Linked DNA regions of Zea mays: region 1 is linked to region 2. The links are chromatin contacts, called in public Hi-C maps. All regions are on one chromosome and are shown on one strand. The core of a region is the stretch at or near the end of the contact, and the rest is flanking DNA. Distances in the headings are between cores, read along the strand shown. Region 1 has its middle 34 kb from the start of LOC100274733. Region 2 holds the start of LOC100274451.

What was found. Hi-C and Micro-C count contacts between places; a contact is called where the count stands out from the background.
Region 1: a contact with region 2 is called in a Hi-C map of leaf, with 4 times the contacts expected there. The contact joins the enhancer-like site here to the promoter of LOC100274451 in region 2. A contact is called at or near these places in 3 of 25 Hi-C or Micro-C datasets (ear, leaf and tassel).

What each region holds. Positions count from the first base shown.
Region 1 is chr8:25,329,980-25,333,042 of Zm-B73-REFERENCE-NAM-5.0, forward strand. No RefSeq gene overlaps it. Among protein-coding and RNA genes, the nearest start is that of LOC100274733, 34 kb to the left of the region's middle. Within about 2 kb of position 1,747, at least 5 of the 20 cell types and tissues checked have an H3K27ac peak or open chromatin away from gene starts, as enhancers often do. A contact at or near this core is called in leaf, where this site is marked.
Region 2 is chr8:25,166,372-25,169,195 of Zm-B73-REFERENCE-NAM-5.0, forward strand. LOC100274451 reads left to right here and starts at 1,418. Exons shown (of 5, transcript NM_001148810.1): 1 at 1,418-2,651; 2 at 2,741-2,792. The coding sequence starts at 1,836.

The sequences.
Region 1 (3,063 bases), core at 497-2,996, 160 kb after region 2:
ATTGGATCCCTATACCCTAGATATGTTATATAGGTTCCACCACTATGTACATAGCTACATACTTGTTAAATACAATCCACCATTTTGTAGTTTGCTCCTCTGGGTGACCTTACTCAAGCACATGAAAGTGTCTCCATTTTCTGCTTTTGTTTAAACAAACTCGTCATGTCGAATGATAACCCAGACAATAATAGTGTTCGATATCCAGTAGTCGTACTAAGCAACATAATTTGAGGCCTAGAGGTAGAACCCAAAGAACAGCTAAGTCATGGTATGAACTAGCCCTGCCATGGTAGTCACCACTCCCCTTGGCATGGCCAGCCCTCTCCTCCATGTTGTCCCTTGGTACGAGCTTTGCTAAGCAATCACATCGTTTCCATGCGATATTGCGAGAGGCAGTTTCAAGAGAATAGGTTCTAGTACGGTGTATTTTGGGAGCCTGATGGAGTGAATGTTACACTATTTGTTGAGTTATTAGAGAAATATAAACCCATTTTACAAAGGACATATCCTACAATCATAACTTTTGTACAAAGTATTCTCTAGCACATTTCTATTATTTCTAGCCATACTCCTCGGCTTCCTAATTTTACACTCGTATGTGGTTCCTTATGGCCTCCTTCTTAAATAGAGCCTCCTTCATAAATAGAGTTGATGCGACCGAAGCCAACTTAGGACGTGGTGGTATATGATGGTTGACCCCTATGCTGAGTGGTCCCACAAAGATGCCTAGAGGCAGTACTTATGAACTGTTAAGCTTTAGTATAAATCTGCTCTACTACAACGGGTTGCTCTTCCTGGCTTGGCCCGTCCTTTCTTTGTGTTAGTGCTGAGTCATGGACTGCCAATTGTCACACCACATTTTAGATCCATCCACCGAGGCCCCAAAAAGGTCTTCAAAGATAATTCGATGGAATAAACCAAAATATGATGTAAACAAGGCTCCCACAAAGAGAAATTTTGTCGCCTTGTCATGATTCGCTCCATTGTAGAACAAAAACATCATCGTTATTGAAGATTCATCGAGTACAATTAGCCATATTGCCGCATAAACATTTTGGTTGCATTTACTATGAGCTCTATTGTACGTCAAATGCGCACCTAACACCTTTCTTATGGAGGTGGAGTTAGAACACAGCCTAGCTAGATGTTTCTTTGAAATAGACTTCAGATTTTGTGTCAAATTGTTTATAGAAACCTTTGAATATAATTTATTGTTATTATGAATTTGTATATGTATTTTTTACGTAAATCTCTGTCTATATAGATCTTTGTGTCAAAATGTCATTTTTATGAACATATCTATAGGTTTTCTATATAGTTTTTAATGGATAATTAAACATCTGTTATCTGTATATACATTTTCTTATTTATTTTGAGTATATATATGATTTGTATATATGTTGTGAACAATTTGATATAAATTTGTGACTATAGTTTCGTTTCACACAAACTTTTGTATATGTATTTCTTTGTATATACATCGTGTTAGACAAGGCATAGTGTTTTCTCGCCATACAGATTTGATTGTAATTTTTTTACATAAACATATCTATATGGATATATTTTTTCACAAGTATATGCATAACATCGCTGTTTAAAAATAACTTTGCACAATTTATAAGGAATAGCGTATTGTTATTTTGTTTCGAAACGCTTGTTGTTAACTAGGCATACGTACAGAAGTAGAAGCAGACACGACGACATACTCCTGGTCCAGCCCATGACATGAGCGTACGTGGGGAGAAAATATGAAAAATCCAGGGCCAGCCCAAGGGAACTCAAACCAGGCCGCGCATATTGAAAAGAGACATGCCCATGATAGATCCCCATTATTTTATCGAACGGGTTTTTTATGAGCCAAAAACTACAAAATGTATAGAGAAATTTAAAACAGCCTGGATTTAAAACTTCAATGTAAAATATATACAGTAATCGTCACCGAAAGGAAACTAAAAACGAGGCACTAACTCACTAACTTTTAGAATATGTTTGTTGTTTATCATTATCATATCATCCACGAGCACAATCGCCTATTGTTTATCATTATCATCCGCTAGCATGCAGTGTCCAATAGCGTGTGCCGACTCGTAGTGGCAGAAACTCGGATCACATGGAACCAGGGATCGCCTTGCTTCCATTGCCCGCCGGTCAAAATGTTGTGGCGTAGCACACCTCGCTACCAACCTAGCTACCAGTCATGTATATATGCAATGGTTCCGTGCATCTCGGCCGGGCTACCTAACCTATAGATGGCCAATAAGCACGAGGTACACGAGCTCGACACGTAGCCCATTGTTTGATCCTAATCTGAGCCTAGTCTGCCTAACTCTACGCGGGCTTGGACCAGTGGCGGACCTAGGATTTTGGCCAAGAGTATGCCATAATAATTTTTACACTATTCATTCTAACTCATATATAATTTGGTAAATATCTTAAAATGCACCATAAAATTTGACAAACAAAGATAAAAACAAAATAATGCATCATAAAACTTAATAATTAATAGGAAATTGTGAACTAGATTACACTAGAGCCCAAACATATGAAATACGAAATTTGCAAAAAAAACAATGTTTGAAAGATAATTACCATACTATTTGTTGGGACGACGCTTTCTAAAAGCTATAAAGGTCTCAATTATATCATCTTCATCGACTTTGAAGAAAAGATCTCGTTCGATGAATGTGACTAGACAATCGTCCAAAAGACTATCACCCATCTTATTTCTTAACTTAGTTTTGACCAAAGACATTGCAGAAAATGCCCTCTCAACACTTGTTGTTGCACCGGCAGAAGTAATATCAATTTGAGAAGCAAGAAAACCATATCGAACACGATATGCCTCTTTTTTCAACAAGCTTAACTGACATGTCAACAAGACAATGAAGGCCTTTGAAGTTATCATCTTGCCTCATTGCATCAATATAATTATTAAGCTGCAACTCAAGTTTCAGCAAATCATTCCCAAATATGTCATTAGGGTAAAATTCAGCTAGTCTTCGTATCTTCTGCGCATCAAAGGAAGCAAATGAATCAGAAGGATCTAAGGCTGACATACAA
Region 2 (2,824 bases), core at 168-2,667:
TGGAGTCGCCGGAGAGCACCGCCCGCGGCCGCATGTCGGATCGCTTTGCCCACGCCACGCTGCACAGCCTCTCGCTCGCTGACTGAACCGACCGACGACGACTTCCGTCGCGAGATCCGAGAGCAGGACTGCGACCGCCAGGTCGCTTCACTTCTATCTGCACTTATAATACTACCTCGGCTCGTTTATACATGACGCTGGTCAATTTAATTTTAAACTAACCAGCGTTATATAAAAAATGGGAGGGAGTTTATATAAATTCGTACTCTAAGAGCTAGTTTAACAGAGCTAGTTTGACGACTCTATTTTTTTTTCTTCAAAGTATTCTCATTTTCTTAACTATTTTATATAATGAGGTGTTTGTTTGTGTTACAAAATACTTTGTTTTCAAAACATTAGTATTGTGAATACCATGATGTTTTTTTGAGTATTTAAAACTCCACTTTAACATAAAGTTTTCATCGCTTCACTAGTTTATTGCACACTTATACTAAAATACTACAGTTTTCGATGTTGTTTCCAAACACTTGTTTGTGAGGAGGCTGGCAGTAGCGTCCTGGGGCATGGTTTATACACAATAGAATTTCCAAAAACATCACATCTAGATTTAGACATCCCTAATCCAATGTACATATATTAACATGGATGCATTTTGGGAGACCAATAGAGACACTGAACATCGCCAAGCCCTTTCGCTTTTGTAGCCTCACTGTATATCAGGGGCGGATCTAGGCCTTTTTGTGGTGTCCTGTGACACCAATGAATTTTAGTAATCTCTATTAGAATGTATATTTGTTAGCACTTAAATGAGTTGATGATTTTATAATTTAATGGAGATGACACCAATGATTGTTTTGTTTAGATCCGCTGCTGCTGTAAATATGTATCATTTGACGATTCATGACAACTAAGCTTTGAGTACCTGACATTAAAAAAAGTTATTACATAGGAGTATACTGATAAGGCGGTGTGTTATGTGCGACTAGATCCAGTTAAAACTAAAAAATCTTTAATTACTTCCTAAAATGACATAAATCTATACAAATTGCTAGCCAAAGCTTCAACGTATGCTATCAGCATTCTTATCCGGGAGGGTCGAATGTTACTAGGTTTAAATAAAAGGAACCAAGACCAAAATATTTTTTTACCAACAATGGAAAGGAGAGGAACAAAAGAGGAGGCCAAAACAGAGCAAGGAAAAGGGGAAAAAATGGCTCCGCTCCCCGCCTCCGCACTTGCACAGTACTAGCCGGTTTCGCGTCTGCCTGCGTTGCGTTGCCTTGCCCTCCCTACCCAGTACCCACCCCCCCACCGACCCACCCCCTCCGTGTTCCGCCGCCTCCGCCGAAATCACCAAATCCCCGCCTCCGATCCGCCGCCGACCTCGATCCGCCGCAGCCGTTGACCCGCCCAGAATGGCCTCTGGGACTCCCTCGCCGTCCGGCAAACCCTACTCCCGCAAATCTCACGCCAGCTCCAAGGCTCCCAGCGTCCCCTCCTTCGACGCCCACAACGGCCGGCTCCTCCCCACCGTCACCTTCCCGCTGCCCTCCACTACCGCCTCCCGCCGGGAGCTGCGGCGCCGCCTCTCCTCCGAGCTCTCCCAGGTGCGCGCCGCGGCCAAGCGCCTGAGCTCCCTCCCGGCTCCCGCACCTTCCTCGGCGCTCTCCGCCACCGACCCCTCCACGCCGCTCCCGCCGCACCCGCCGGGGTCCAAGCACAAGTCCAGGAAGCCCGGGGGAGCCCCGTACCCGCAGCCGCACCTCTCGGCGGAGGCGCGGCGCAAGCTCTACGCGCCCGTGTTCAAGACCTGCTCCGCGCTGCTCCAGAGGCTGATGAAGCACAAGCACAGCTGGGTGTTCAACACTCCGGTAGACGCGAGCGCGCTTGGACTGCACGACTACCATACGATCATCACCAAGCCCATGGACCTCGGCACGGTCAAGTCAAAGCTAGCGGCTGGACAGTACAGGTCGCCACGGGAGTTTGCAGGCGATGTGCGTCTCACGTTCCGGAACGCCATGACGTACAACCCCAAGGGGCAGGACGTGCACTTCATGGCCGAGCAGCTGCTGAACATGTTCGAGGAGAAGTGGTTGGAGATTGAGGCTGAGCTAGCTCAGCTATCGCCACAGCCTCCGACACCATCCTCAGCAGCACCCAGGAAGCCCAAGGAGATAGATAATTCTAGGGCATTAGAGAGGTCGGATTCGACAGTTCATGCTGCCGGGATGGAGGCTACCCCAAAGACGCACAATGGCAGACCCCCGGTTTCAAAGAAGCCCAAGGCAAGGGAGCCCAATAAGAGGGATATGACATTCTGGGAGAAGCAGCGGCTTAGCAATAACCTCCAGGATTTGCCACCGGAGAAGCTAGACAATGTTGTCCAGATCATAAAGAAGAGGAACTCGTCGCTCAACCAGCATGACGATGAGATTGAGGTTGATATCGATAGCTTTGATGTTGAGACGTTATGGGAGCTTGATAGATTCGTGACAAACTATAGGAAGAGTATAACTAAGAATAAGCGGAAGGCTGAGCTTTCTGCGGTAAGGCCAGATGAAGCTGATCCTGATCAGGAGCCAGAGAAGGTAGAACGTGTGAGGCAGGACGAGGCAGATCAGGATCGAATCCCTGCAGTACAAGAGCCGGTATGATTATGGTTGGTAGTATTCAGTGTCGTCACTAAATTTTATGGACTATTGCATGCGCGCTTCTTACTGTGGGCTTTCCGTTACAGATTCCAGAACCAGAATCAGTTGATGTCGAGCCACCTAAGGAAATTGCAGCAGGTGGGTCAGTTGTGTGTCTTTAGACCATTGTT